3 separate regions of the Mus musculus genome follow, and all the other regions are linked to region 2. Evidence: chromatin contacts called from public HiChIP or PLAC-seq data. All regions are on one chromosome and are shown on one strand. The core of a region is the stretch at or near the end of the contact, and the rest is flanking DNA. Distances in the headings are between cores, read along the strand shown. Region 1 holds the start of Tmem178 (transmembrane protein 178). Region 2 holds the start of Pkdcc (protein kinase domain containing, cytoplasmic). Region 3 has its middle 9.5 kb from the start of C230072F16Rik.

Region 1 (4,716 bases), core at 1,997-4,496, 2.3 Mb before region 2:
ACGTAGGGAAAGACGAGCTTGAGGTTTGGACATGTTCAAATACAGTAACGTTCCCAGATGGAAATTCTCCAGATTTCTCCCTGTCCCTTCACAACAGGGCTGTTTAGTGAGGGATGCACTGGAGTGTTTGGTCTGGAGAGAGCAAAGACAAATTTTAGATGAGTGAAGCAAGCAACATTTGAAAATATTGAGGTCCTAGCCCTGCTAATTCTGAGCCATGTAAGAAGCCATTAGATTAGTCCGACTAGATGACTTAAAGACATGGAAAAGTATTTGTATTACAGTGTCCATAAACACTGAAATTTCCAAATGTACTAGATGGACATAAAACCAAAGAGTTATAACCTGAATGAGATGCTAGTATCGCTGATATTTTCCCTTGGCAAAACTGAATCTATCCTTGGAGAACTAAGTCAGATGCCTGTCCTCAGCCCACCTGAATTCCCGCTCCCCAGGCAGTCTGTCATTTACTGTTCATCTTCCCACAACACTCGGTTTATATTTCTGCCACAGCCCTTGCCTCTAGTTCTGTGCATGTTTTCCCCGCTTGCCACCAGACTGGGGACAGCATGAAGATGGGAAGTTTTCTCATCTCGGCATTCCTCACTCCTGAGCAGCTGGGGTTGGTGGGTGACAATTCATCACTGGAAATCTCCAACAGAGGAAGGCTGAAAACGTGGACGGACGAAGCGATGTGCAGTCGCTGTAGCAAAGCCAGTATACACATCACATGTCACTTTTCTCCGACGCCGATAATGCAGAACCAGCAGAGGCAGCACTCTCATTACACACTGCTGGCCCATATTTGTAATGTGTGACATTTTTTATGAAATACTGTCAAAGGCAATCCATCATTGAATAACCTTTAGATTATATGCTGAGGTTGATTTTAAACAGAGACGTAAATGAACTCCGAGGATGATGCTGGTTTTTAAGAAGGGTGTGATCAAAGAGTTCCACAAAGGCAGAACAAATGCCACGGTCTATAAGACACCATGTTCTATAGGCAGGACACTATGTTCTTTTAAGTCACATAGCAGTGACTGAGAAGATTTTCTGCTACCCTTTTTTCACTTGGGGACAGGGTTAGTGTGATGATAATCATGTGACTATGAAATGTGGCTGAGTATTTGTGCCTTGTAGTACATTGGGTGAGGACATGATAAAGGGGCGAAGACAACTAAACATGAAGCAGTCTCGGGGCTTGTAATAACTATCTTGAGAAATGCCATATGGTATATGTATATGTATATATGTGTATATGTATATATGTATATGTATATGACACAGGGCACTCTAAGTTAATTTCAGATGCCAGTTCGACTCACAGTTAAAGGGGCTCTGTATATCTGGAAAGATCTATAATCTTACACATATTATAGAATATAAATAAATGAAACCTTCTAAGTCCCATCATTTCTGTGTAAATCCTGAAAACGCTTCCTCTGCCGGGTTTAGTGCTTCCTGAGAAGGAAAAGCTGATTGTGAGAAGAACACTAAAATTGTAATTCTTTGTCTTCCTTAATTAGACCCAGAGCTCATCACAGTTCTTGCTGAAGCTGTGAGGAAAAATCCAAGCAATAATTCACATTGTCAGGTCAGCAGACACGGGCATGGGGGTCTGATAGGACCAAGATTTGCTTAAGGGATCTTTCTGTGAAGTGAACAGCTAAGAAGAGGTACATGCTCTTCCACAGGAAAAAAAAAATCCCTGAAGACGTGGAGCCCAAGCAGCAATGAACATGGATCGCAGCAGCATCTCGTGTCACCGTTACAGATGCCATTCCATAGGAGGCAGATCAACCACCTCTATACCAACGGACGTGGGGCACTAATTAATAAGTCCCATTAAAGCACGGAGTAATGACATTTAGCATCTAATGAATGCCTCATAATCTCTTCAGTCATTAATATTTCATAGTGTCAGAGCATAAGGATAGCCGTCCTGGACTGGTACAGCATGGTTTTCTGCCTCTGACATGGCCCCAAGGGTGTAGGTGGGACCAGGGTATGGCACCTTGCCATGCAGAATATACATGCGCATCATTCACTCTGTACTTTGGTCCCAAGGATTCCTCTTTTAGAAAGATCCTGCCTGCCATTTTTAGAGTGAACATCTGTGACTCCAGAAAAGCCCTGGAAAAGCAGAAAGCCTCAGATGTTGACCGGTGTAGAGCACTGGTTTGTTGTTGACCCTCGATGACCACCAGGAAAAAAAAAAACTAGTACAGGAGAAAATCATTACTTTGATTTATCACTGGTGGGCTTGCTTTATTCAAAGGCAATAATCACTTGGCAGAGCAGGTGCCACTGCAAGGCCGTATTGATCCAGGAGACGGTCAGTCACTCAGGCGTAGAGATAGCCCAAGAAAAAGAAGTCCATCTCAGAACAGGCAGGAATGAAGTGGGCGGCTATTATCTCTGACTGTGGTTCTGTGGCTCCAGGGACACTGGGCATCTTCTTGCAGAAGCAGGGCTGGAGCAGAGAGAAGGGTTCCAGGCTGCCAGGAGCCCGAGAGAGGGAAGCAGGGCTATTGAGCTAGCTGCCAAGGTCTCTGAGATTGGATCCTTCGGAAGTCTAGAAAAGAGGCTGGCTGCTCTAGATCAAGAGTCTAAAGAGTCAAAACCACACGCGTTCAAGGATGGGATTTGCTCCTGGGAGCAAAACAGAGACAGTGATCAAAATCAACTTGGACAAGAGACAAAGATCCAGCCTGATGTTGGTGGATGTCTTGTAAGGTCGTGGGAGGGACAGAGGATCGGAGGTGGTGTGTGCAGGGGTAGGTGCAGAGAGGGTTGGAATCCAAGGCAGGTATATAAAGGCAGAAGGAGCCAGGGACACAAAGGCCCTCCCGAGTGGGGAAAGAGCGTCTGGAAGAGTTGAAGAAAAGTAAAGGGAAAGTAGGGACGGGGTTAAGAGGAGAAAGGAGGATAGAGAGCAAAGGGAGGATGGAGAGCAGAGGTGAAGGCAGGGAGAGGGGGCTGGAGAGAGGGGGCTGACCGCGGGAGCTGGAAGCAGGGAGAGGGACGAGGGGCGTGATCGGCCGGGGTAGCGGGTGGGTGGGTTGTGGAGTGCGGGGAGCCGGCTTAGGGGGAGGGCCGCGGGAAAGTGAGAGCGCGGGAGGGCGCGGGGCCGGGCGGGAGGAGGCTCCCGCGGGGGAGAGAGGCGGGCGGGCGGCCGTGGGAGGGAGAGTGCGGGGCAGGTGGCAGGGAGGGAGGGCGCTCGGCGGAGCGCCGAGGCCAAGTGCATTGTGTCTGGCGGCGGCGGCGAGCCCACCGGCGGCGGCTGCTGGCCGGGAAGCCATGGAGCCACGGGCGCTCGTCACGGCGCTAAGCCTCGGCCTCAGCCTTTGCTCCCTGGGGCTGCTCGTCACGGCCATCTTCACCGACCACTGGTACGAGACCGACCCCCGGCGCCACAAGGAGAGCTGCGAGCGCAGCCGCGCGGGCGCCGACCCCCCGGATCAGAAGAACCGCCTGATGCCGCTGTCGCACCTGCCGCTGCGGGACTCGCCTCCCCTGGGGCGCCGGCTGCTCCCCGGCGGCCCCGGGCGCTCAGACCCTGAGTCCTGGCGCTCGCTTCTGGGGCTTGGCGGGTTGGACGCTGAGTGTGGCCGGCCACTGTTCGCCACCTACTCGGGCCTCTGGAGGAAGTGCTACTTTCTGGGCATCGACCGGGACATCGACACCCTCATCCTGAAAGGTGAGCGGCGGGCGCGCCCCGCGTCTCTACGTCCGCGCGCGGAGCTCAGCCCGGGCATCCCAGGGGCGCGCGGGTCCCCGCGGTCGCCTCTCCAGTCGCTGCGCTCCGTTGCCCCGCGCATTTTTCACCCTTCCAGATTGCTTCCCTGCTTTCCTTCCCCAGCTACTCTTCTTTCTCCCTTTCCTTGCTCCTTCATCCTACCCTTCTTTTACCATTTTCCTGGACTCCGTTTTACCCCTCACACTGTCTCTTTATCTTCCCTAAGACTCTCTCCTCTGGTCCTTCTCTGTCTGTGCCTGGCTGACTCGGGGTGTAGATATGGATTTTCTTGACAGTGTTCCCAGGGAGGGTGACAGCCACAAAGACTGATCTTTCTCAACTGGGTTCCTTTCCTCAACTTGCATTTTCCTTTGAGACGTGCCCTTTGGAAGAGACAAGGTGTAAACCTCAGAACAAGGAAAGAGGGCTTTCTCATGGATTGAGCTCGCTGGTATACCATTAAATCGAGGTGGCATTCCAGCCTGGAATGGGGAGCGAAGGTCTGTCCTCCAAACACTCCAAGTTCAGGATCTGTTTGAATTGGACTTCGTATTCCCTAATTCACTAGTAAAGGCAGCTAAAGGGATCTAAGACACCGGCTTTACTCATTATTCAACCTTCCAGATGACCACCCTCCTCAGGGTCTAGGAAGCAGCTGAGGAGAGCCAAGGGCCAAGTCCTTGAAAGTAGACTTGCGCTCAGAGATTCTACCTGCCACGCTCTTATGGTTGTGACACTTTGTAGGTTGTCTTTATTGTTTTGTTATTGGGCTTTGCGTTGGTACAGCATCATTTTGCTCTTCTGGAATCTATGCAACACCTATCTTATGTATGGAATCAGGTAGTTTGAATATTTTCTTTGTAATCCTCTCTTGTGGTGATTCCTTTAACTTCTAAAGATCAAACCTTAGTAGAATTTTTTGTCCCCTGAGAGAAAAACAAATAAATAAACTTCTTTTCCTTGGACTCACTGTT
Region 2 (4,338 bases), core at 768-3,267:
TCCGAGACATGAACATGCAGAGGATCTGAAGAAAGCTTTTCAAGAAATATGCCACACACATACACAGTGTTTGGTTGTGCAGCCATCAGAGGTGAAACCGCCAGAAGTCAAACCTCTCCTGGGCATGGTAGCTAGCTGGTCCTCACACTTCTTGAGTAGACACTGTAGAACTAGCAAGGGAATAGTAGTCACGTTGGGGTCACCCAGGCAGACAGTCTTTCTTTGACTCATCTGTGGGCCAGGGCATTTCTGATCCCCCCCCCCAGCTCCCTTCCCTGGGGTGCTGGGTCTAGATGAGGCTCAGTGAAGGGGACTGTTTGCTCCTGTTCCCTGTTGACTTTAGCCAGTAGCTATGTTTACAAACCCAGGTTGGTTTTCCCAGCACAGTTAATTAGACCAAAGACATCTGGTGTGAGGGCTGGGGAGGGCATCTGCTCAGACAGCCCCCTCCCCAACCTCCCAGCAGCTATGGGCCAGAGCTGGGCGGGGCAGCTTAAACAGGAACAGACCTATAGCGCACACTCCATCAAACCCACCCAAATCTCTCAGGGGGAATCATGGCCTCCTTCAACCTGCCTTTCCCATGACGAATAACTCAGCATGGTCCCCACTTTCTGAGTTTTAGGGGACCAAGAAGTCAGTCAGAGCCAGAAGGCCTACCTCAGTGCGATCACAGGCTGAACTTCCAAAAGAGCTAGCCGCAAGTTTTATTCCCTGTCACAGAGTTCCTCCCTGCGTTGGATAGGAACAGGAGACCTCTTGAGGGAAAACCCCTCCTTCCTAGAAAGCCCCTCAGAAAGGCGGCTCTGGATTCTTTCTCCAGCCCCTAAATTTTACCCCATATGCCGTCGCTCCAGCCGAATCCACGGCACTGCAGGAAGAGAGATAACTTTTTCCTGCCCAGAGCAAAGCAGGAGGGAGCCTGAGGAAGTGAGACGACCTCGGTGGACAGTTTCAGTGCCCTAGGGAAGTGGAGAGCCACGAGGGGGAGGGGCGGCAGCTTATCTCGCAGGAGGGGGGAGCTCACTCCAAACAGCTAATGCACTGGCGTGTGAAAGCCCCTCAATTAGCACTAATGATGCAATCAGGGAGGGAGGAGGAGGGACCAGAAGTTCTGATGGAGTCAGCACTAACACACAGGGCACACACTCACTCCCATCCTAGAGACACAGTAGCCCCTCGGGACATGCGGATGCACACATTCCACAGACAGATGTGCGTGGACACTAATGCACTCGCTGTATACGGTTCCGACCCCCTACTGGCGGGTCAAAGATCGAGGTTCTCGGGGATGGGGATGGAGCTGTGTTGTCGAGATGTGGGGATTCGGGAACCAGGAAAATCAGAAAGTCCTGGTAGAAGACAGTTGAAAAAAAAAAAGAATTCTTCCGAAACCTCCTGATTAACTCTGAGACCACAGTCCCCACCCCTCGCGCTCTCGCAGGTGCGGGGCAGCCTCCCCAGTGCGCCGCCCTTCATCACACCCTGAACCCGGGCTGTCCCAGAGCAGCCTCACCCGCAGAAGGAGGAACCCCTGCGCACTGCACTGCAGCCCCGACTCCCCACCTCCCCCAGGAGGCAGCGTGTACCCCTGAGATCCCCGCACCCGGGCCTTGGCGGCTTGCCCCTTGGAGCCCGTTACCCGCCGGCCTCGCCCCTCCAACTCCCCGCACCAGGTCGGCCAGCTCCGCTTTCGGCCTCCGGGTCCCGTTATCCAGCCTGGCCTCGGGCTTGGAAGCCCTGCGCGCGGCCGCCCCCTCCCCCTCCCCCGCTCCCCAACCCGAGCTCGGGGGGCCGCGCGCCGGGCAGGGCCGGAGCCGCCTCCGCGCCGCTTCCCAGGCCCGGCTGGCCGCGGGAGGAGGTCCCGCTGTCAGTCAGCGGGGAAGGCCGGCCCGGGCGGCCAGAGGGGGCGGCGCCGAGGACTGGCTCGGCCGGGCGCGGGGAGGCGCTGGCGGAGGGGCGGGCGCGGGGGTGGCTCCGGGCCTTATAAGCGGCGGGGGCAGGGCGGGAGGGAGGCAAGTGTCAGGCCGATGTGCCGCCCGCCGGGGGCCGGGGTCGGGGCTGCCCGGGCCATGCGCGCGGGCTGGGCAGGGGGCCGGCGCGGCGCGAAGCCGAGTCGCCTCGGAGCCTGAGCCGCCCGGGGCCGGGGCCGGGGCCGGGGCCGGGGAGCGGCGCGCGGCCGGCCGGGGGGAGGGGAGCGATGCGGCGCCGGCGGGCGGCCGTGGCCGCTGGTTTCTGCGCCTCCTTCCTGCTGGGCTCCGTCCTCAACGTGCTCTTCGCACCGGGCTCGGAGCCTCCGCGGCCAGGCCAGTCCCCGGGGTCCTCGGCAGCCCCGGGCCCGGGCCGTCGCGGGGGCCGTGGGGAGCTGGCCCGGCAGATCCGGGAGCGCTACGAGGAGGTGCAGCGCTATTCCCGCGGGGGGCCGGGGCCGGGAGCGGGCCGGCCAGAGCGGCGGCGCCTGATGGACCTGGCTCCGGGCGGGCCGGGCCTGCAGCGTCCCCGGCCCCCGCGGGTCCGGTCCCCGCCCGACGGCGCTCCGGGCTGGCCCCCTGCTCCCGGCCCGGGCTCCCCCGGCCCGGGCCCGCGCCTAGGCTGCGCCGCGCTCCGCAACGTGTCTGGCGCGCAGTACGTGGGCTCAGGCTACACTAAGGCTGTGTACCGGGTCCGCCTGCCCGGCGGCGCCGCGGTGGCGCTTAAAGCAGTGGACTTCAGCGGCCACGATCTGGGCAGCTGCGTGCGCGAGTTCGGGGCGCGAAGGGGCTGCTATCGCCTGGCGGCCCACAAGCTGCTCAAAGAGATGGTGCTGCTGGAGCGGCTGCGGCACCCCAACGTGCTGCAGGTACGACAGTGGGGTTCCGGGATGAGGGGGCTGGCTGGCCACTCTGAAAGACTCCTTGGTCTTACGGAGTAAATAAGTCTCAGGGCGTCCAAGACTGCCCAGTTGCAGCTAGGTGCAGAACCCAGATTAGGGAACCACACTCAGCACCACCCTGCCGGGGTCTCTCACCCTTTGGGTAGAACCCTGTACCAGCTTAAACGCATCCCGTAAAGACAGAGGCAAGGACCAGAAGGGTCCCAAGCTGGTGATAAGGCAGTGATTAGGAGTTGTGACCACAGAGGACCCTGCTGCTGGCTAAAGCTGGTGGAGTATTATCTCCAGTCATAGTGACCTCAGGTCCAACTCCAACATCCAGCTTCAGTCAGCTCCCAGATGCAGAAATAGGATCCCCCATATTGGTAGAGCCTGAACCATACTTTTTTCAAAGTCCAGCGACACGTCTGGCTTTGGAGGTGATGTTAAGCCTCAGTGGGTATGGGAGGGGCCCAAAAGGAGACCATGGATCTGACTTGATCTTCAGGGAGACCCTCATTTCTCACTGGGCTCACAGGCCATTGAAAGGGATAAAAGAGGCCAGAAAATACACAGCCTTTCCCAGAAGTGACCACAGGCTTCCCTGGGACTTCAAGTGGGTCCAGCTGAACCACAGGGGAAGCCTCAGGATTGTAGGCCAGAAGACTCCAGGTCTGCTAGTATGAATACCACACTCTTGCAAGTGTGCTTAGCCAAGAGGCTAGACGGTTCAAAAAGCTAGATGCATACTTTCCTAGCGAGAAACTCTGTCCTTGTTCATTGGGGGCACAGGCAAGAAGGATGCACCCCCACATCTCGTCCATCCAAGGTTGCATTTAGAACAGACCTTCACAATGCCACCGCCATCCAAACATAAACCCACTTCCCCTCTCTGAGTTCTCTGCCTTGGATAAGACTACTTACTCTCTATGCATATGTGTGAGGTGACTGAAAGGGGACCCCTGACTGCTCTTGGCTGGGTAACATAAGTGTGTGCAACCCCCCCCCCAGCTGTCCATACCACCCACCCACCCTCAGAGTCACTTTTCTATACCCAAAGAGCTGGCCAGAGGCACAGCAGTCCATCTTTTCTTCCCTCAGCACTGAGAAGGGGGCCCCAGGCCTCGAGGGATCTGTGGACCACAGAATAAAGAGGCCACAATACTACTTGTACTCCTAGTGGCTCCAAGTCTCCCTAGAACTAATGCCCCCAGTCCTGGCCATACTCTTGTGACAAGTTCTGTCAAGGTCCCAGGCCCTGCATTTGGTCCCAAACACCCATTGTGTGTGTTTATGTCTGGCTGCATGGCTAACACTGTGACTGGAGCTTAAGGGAGTGAGCGGCTGGTTACGTGGCCATTCTAACTGGGAGGATCTTGGTTGTTTTTTTTTTCCCTCTTCTGGGTTCTTGGGAATTTTCTGGAAACCCTGAGGTGCCAGCCAGATTCTGAGGAGGATGGAGAGGCCTTGACCAAGTGACTTAGCGG
Region 3 (4,657 bases), core at 1,428-3,927, 2.3 Mb before region 2:
ATCAAGGACTGAGTCTCATCCTGAATAATTACACCAGAACCTGCAGGAAAGGGAAGCTAGCTCCAGAGAGATGGGCTGCATACACCCCAGGTGACTATAATCTGTAACTGGGCAGAGAACCAAGGAATCGTCCCCAGAGGGAGTGGGGTAGCTCACAGTTACACTGAACACAGCTTTTGTTTTCCTCCCCATATCTTGCCCAATTTAATTCTCATGCAATTATTCATGGGACAGCCAAGGCTCAGAAAGCCTAAGTACATCGGGCAGAACTTGCAGCCCACCTGGGGTTTGAATGCAAATCTCTGGGTCCAAAGCACTTACTTTTTGCATGATACCAATTTCTTCCTTTAGGATTCTGTCCTTCTGCTTGGCGTCGAACATAGAACCTAAATCCCCAAATCTGGCTCCAGCCTGTTATCCTTGCCTTGGCTTGGTCCTCTAGCACCGGTGGGAAGTAACGTACTTGGAATATTGCTTTTAGGAGACCCTACTGCCAGAGGTGCTTCTTGAAGCTACGACCTGCTACCAGGGGACTTCGTGCTGCTCAGAGAGAGAGGCTGCTTCTGAGACTGGGATCCAGGGTGGGTGGATCATGCTCTGAAGGTTGTCTGTGCCCAGGCTAGGTAACTCTTCCGTTTCCTCCTTAGTTTCCTGATGCTATAAAGAGGTTAAAGGAGCTGTGGCCAGTCTCTCTGATCTGGTAGTTGAGGGTACTCATATTTCTGTTTTGGGCATTGTGCTACTACAGAGTTCAGCTCCCGAGGCCAGAGTTGTGAATGTTCATGAGGTAATTAACAAATGATCAGAACCTTAGAGTTAGGATAAGCCTCCAGTGTACTGTAGTTCTAACACCTACCTAAGGCTTCTGTACTGAACTAGTGTCAGTGGTGCATTCAGACTGGTTAAGTGCTTCCGGAGGTGGGGGGTGAGGGCAATGTACCATCTCTTCTAGCAGTGTATAAGCTCTTTAAAAACTAAGCTTATTACTGAGTACGGTGGTGCACAGCTTTAATCCCAGCCCTTGGTGGGCGGAGGCGGAGGCGGAGGCGGAGGCGGAGGCGGAGGCAGGTATGTTTCCTGCCTGCCTGCCTGCCTGCCTGCCTGCCTGCCTCCCTCCCTCCCTCTTTCCCCTCCTCTCTCATACACATACAAACACACAATTTGATTCTCCCGAATTGTCAAATAAGCTGATTGACTTCCCCCATCTTACTAAAGTTGATTTCTATAAAGTTTACCCACCAACCAAATAGTTTATGCAAATTACTATAGACTAAGCAAGACTTATTCCAAGCAAAATTATTGACATAGTCTCTAGCAGAGTTTATTTTTAGTAACTTTAATTGTACTGACTTCCTGTGGGGCAGGCGCTTCTCACTCTCTTTACGGCAACTTTTCTCCTTCTATCAGAGGAGGTAGTGAGTGGATGTGAGAGTTAAGTCTGGAAACACAGGTTCTGTCAGGTTCAGGGGACTGCTCAGACATGATTACTGCCTCTCAAGGCATTTATACTTTATTAAGAATGAAGCCTTGCCTGCTGGGTTTGGCATAAAGGAATGGACTAGACATGAATATTAGTCACCAGGCAGTTGGAGGGAGGGACTGGCTTCTCAGGCCTCCACATATCACCAGGGAGGAGACCTGTGACACAGCCTGGCCCAGGTCCCAGCCTTAGGCCCCCACTGGAGGATCTCTAGATGTCTTTCAGGAACACGCAGGAGTGAAGGGGGATTGGAGACTTGGGCTACTGAGGTCCAAGTGGAAGAGAAAGTGACCTTGCTTGCACAAGCCAGGCACAGAAAGAAAAGCATAACATGCTTACTCAGGTGTGAGGCCTAAGAGCTGATTTCATAAACGGAGAGAGTTGACTAGAGAGAGTGGACAATGGGTAGCCAAATACATAGTTCACAATATGGTTTTGTTTTGGTTTTTTTTTTAAGCTTCCCAATACAAAGGACTGATAAATCTTTAAGGAGTGGGAAACGCTCATTATTCTGATCGATCATTATATATTTTTACATTATCAAAACCTAACTTCCTCCATATGTACAACAGAAAATATAAATGGAAAGAAGAAAATGGTCCAGTCGCTAAAATTAAAACCCTGGAGGATTTCCATGGCCACCCTGGGTTTGAGTGATGATCATTTTTAATTTTCCTCTCAAAGATGGCACCTCCAACAGAGATTTCCTCATGGAGTGTTTCCTGCTGCCAAGCCAGGAGGCAGCTGTCACTTGCAGGGTGTTTTTTCTTATAACATACGGCTTCGAGTCTTGATCCAGGGCATAGACACTTCTTGAAAGGCTTTTTGTTCAAAGCAGACAAGGTCCCAGTCTACCTTCCTTTAGGAGAGATGAAAACATCACAGCCTGCAGTAGCAGAGGGCACCGTGGAAACTAAACTCCCTTACCCTGAGGTGCAGGCATGAACGTGAGTGTTTTATTTATTATTTACAGCACAACCTGTCCAGACACGGTGTGTTAGGAACTGGTCGACAACGCTGATGGAAGTCAGCACTGGGGCCGTAAAAGGGCCTTTGAAACTCCAGCAGGCTTTCATTATAGTCTCTCCGGGCCCTACGGGCAAAGCTGTTTGCCCACGTCCCCTCCCCTCTCCTCATCACAAATCAACTCCTCAACTTGGTTTAGGCTCCAGGAAGCTGAGAGATTGGAGATTTCAAATGAGCCTTTCAGTCCAGATGTGTCCATAATAGAAACCGCTGGGCAGTGGGGCATAATTAACCACCTCTCCTTCGCTGAGACGGCAGAATGGCATTAATTCTGCCAACTGGGCTCGACGTGAATTGGCTGGAACGTTCTGAGTCGATTTCCAGCTGCTGCTTCTGCTGCTCTGGCTTCCAACAGGATTTGCATTCCAAATAAAATGAGGCCCGAAATAGATGCCCAATACACGTTCAATGCTATTTTTAATCAGTGATCTCTCGGTTAGCTGTGAAAGATTATTAGCAGGTCACAATGCACTTCAGACTTCTCTTTGTCCCGCAGAACGGATCTCAGCACATGGTGACTAGCTTCTCCTTTTACCTCTCAGACTCTTTACACAACGGATAGGAGGGGAGTGGTGTGTGTCAGGGCGGCACAGATGTGCTACAATTATAAGCTCCGGAGCTGAAGGGCCATTTATTTTGGCTAAAGCTGTGTTTAAATAGGCTAGAGTTCCACCAGAGAATCTTCAAGCAAGTCAGCTAGTCTGAGGCTTACAAACGGTTTTCCTGACACTCGCCTGGGACTATCAAACCAATCCCTGCGAATTTTTTTTTTTTTTTACAAAAGTTGTTTTTATTTTTAAACAATGTATTCATGTGTGTGTGTGTGTGTGTGTGTGTGTGTTATACGCACATATAAATTCAATTGCCCAGGGAGAGGATGCAGGATTCCCTGGAATTACAGTTGGTCCCCAGCCATCTGATCTAGGTGCTAGGAAATGAACTCTGGCTTCTGCAAGAGCAGTATGAGGCCCTAACTGTGAGCCAACTCTCCAGTACCACCAGTCCCTTTTAATTCACAGAAGAACACGGAGGGAAATGTTGATTTTGTGTTTATTGCTCCCTCCTACCTAGGTGTGGGAATCCAGTAGGTACTGCGTATTTCTTTATAGATAGTAGTTTCCTAGGAACTTGAGATGCCTATGGATATAGTCGTCAATAGATGCCCTAGTTATTTAAAAAATAATATAATTTCACATTTGTTTATCATGCAAGCAAATCTGTCATCTCATTTGCAAAGACATTTATGTAGAATGAATGCTCAAATGTAATTGTATTAGTAACTGTTTTACAGAATATGTTAGTGTTAATATTAATATTACCCCCCGTTTCTACTTCTCCTTTCACTATAATGTGTGTGTTTCTGTCGGTCCAATTCTTTGGAGTTTATTTTTTGTACATGGGTTGGCAACTGTATTTCAGCTGCTCCACAGTCTCGATCCCCTAAACTACCTTTGCTATTATTATATATTTGATTCTTCAAGAAAAAATTCCACAATTTCCCTGTCCTTTTGTCCATTTATTGATTTTACCCATCATCCTCAAACATTAACTAATAATTCCCCAAAGCTTTTGGTATGGCCTATTTAGAGCTTAAATATGCTGTGGTCTTTTCTTACGAAAGTTTTCTACTCTTTAATTTTGCAGGGATTGATCTATCCCTGTATTTCAGCAGGAACACTTGATTATCAAGTACATGGAGGAAGGTGGTGGGAGTCCAGAGATAGCCTGGTCCTCAGATATGCTTTAGAAAGAAACAGAGCTACCCCACCCCCACCCCCACCCCTGCTGCCACCAGTGCCTGCATCACTACTTTCTTGGCGCCACCATTCTTGGCAGCTATCTCCAGGAGCAATGCCTTATCTGTAAGGCACACACTGGGGATAGAAACAGAAGGCCATGCCAGTGAACTTCCTGTTCAACTCTGGCATGATCTTGACCACAGTCTTGGTAGCACTGGAAGATAGGTGCTGAGATGATGCTCTGGGCAGCCCCATGGCCATCACAGAACTATTTCCCAGAGAGGCTGTTTGTAGCCTCCCGGGTATCGTGATAGTCTGGACTGTGGTCGCAGACCCCTTGATGATGATGAAGTTGTAGTGGGTGACCTTAGCACCGGGGCTAAGCATTTGGTAGTGCAGGAGGTGTTGCTGA

The links. HiChIP or PLAC-seq counts read pairs in DNA pulled down with a chosen protein or histone mark.
Region 1: a contact with region 2 is called in an H3K4me3 HiChIP or PLAC-seq map of embryonic stem cells, with 11 times the contacts expected there. The contact joins the promoter of Tmem178 here to the promoter of Pkdcc in region 2. A contact is called at or near these places in 6 of 39 promoter capture datasets (cranial neural crest, embryonic stem cells, hippocampal neurons and 3 more), 5 of 484 Hi-C or Micro-C datasets (all in embryonic stem cells) and 7 of 115 datasets of contacts at active chromatin or transcription factors (astrocytes, embryonic forebrain, embryonic stem cells and 1 more).
Region 3: an H3K4me3 HiChIP or PLAC-seq map of embryonic forebrain shows a contact between it and region 2, with 5 times the contacts expected there. The contact joins the enhancer-like site here to the promoter of Pkdcc in region 2. A contact is called at or near these places in 5 of 39 promoter capture datasets (the 3T3-L1 cell line, the SN4741 cell line, cranial neural crest and 2 more) and 1 of 115 datasets of contacts at active chromatin or transcription factors (embryonic forebrain).

The regions. Positions count from the first base shown.
Region 1 is chr17:80,941,386-80,946,101 of GRCm38.p6, forward strand. It overlaps Tmem178 (transmembrane protein 178), which reads left to right and starts at 3,247. Exons shown (of 4, transcript NM_026516.2): 1 at 3,247-3,703. The coding sequence starts at 3,304.
Region 2 is chr17:83,213,266-83,217,603 of GRCm38.p6, forward strand. Pkdcc (protein kinase domain containing, cytoplasmic) reads left to right here and starts at 2,018. Exons shown (of 7, transcript NM_134117.2): 1 at 2,018-2,839. The coding sequence starts at 2,201. It overlaps Gm34686 (a long non-coding RNA gene), which reads right to left and starts at 1,869. Exons shown (of 3, transcript XR_001782234.2): 1 at 1-1,869.
Region 3 is chr17:80,884,919-80,889,575 of GRCm38.p6, forward strand. No RefSeq gene overlaps it. Among named protein-coding and RNA genes, the nearest start is that of C230072F16Rik, 9.5 kb to the right of the region's middle. Within about 2 kb of position 2,678, at least 94 of the 459 cell types and tissues checked have an H3K27ac peak or open chromatin away from gene starts, as enhancers often do. A contact at or near this core is called in embryonic forebrain, where this site is marked.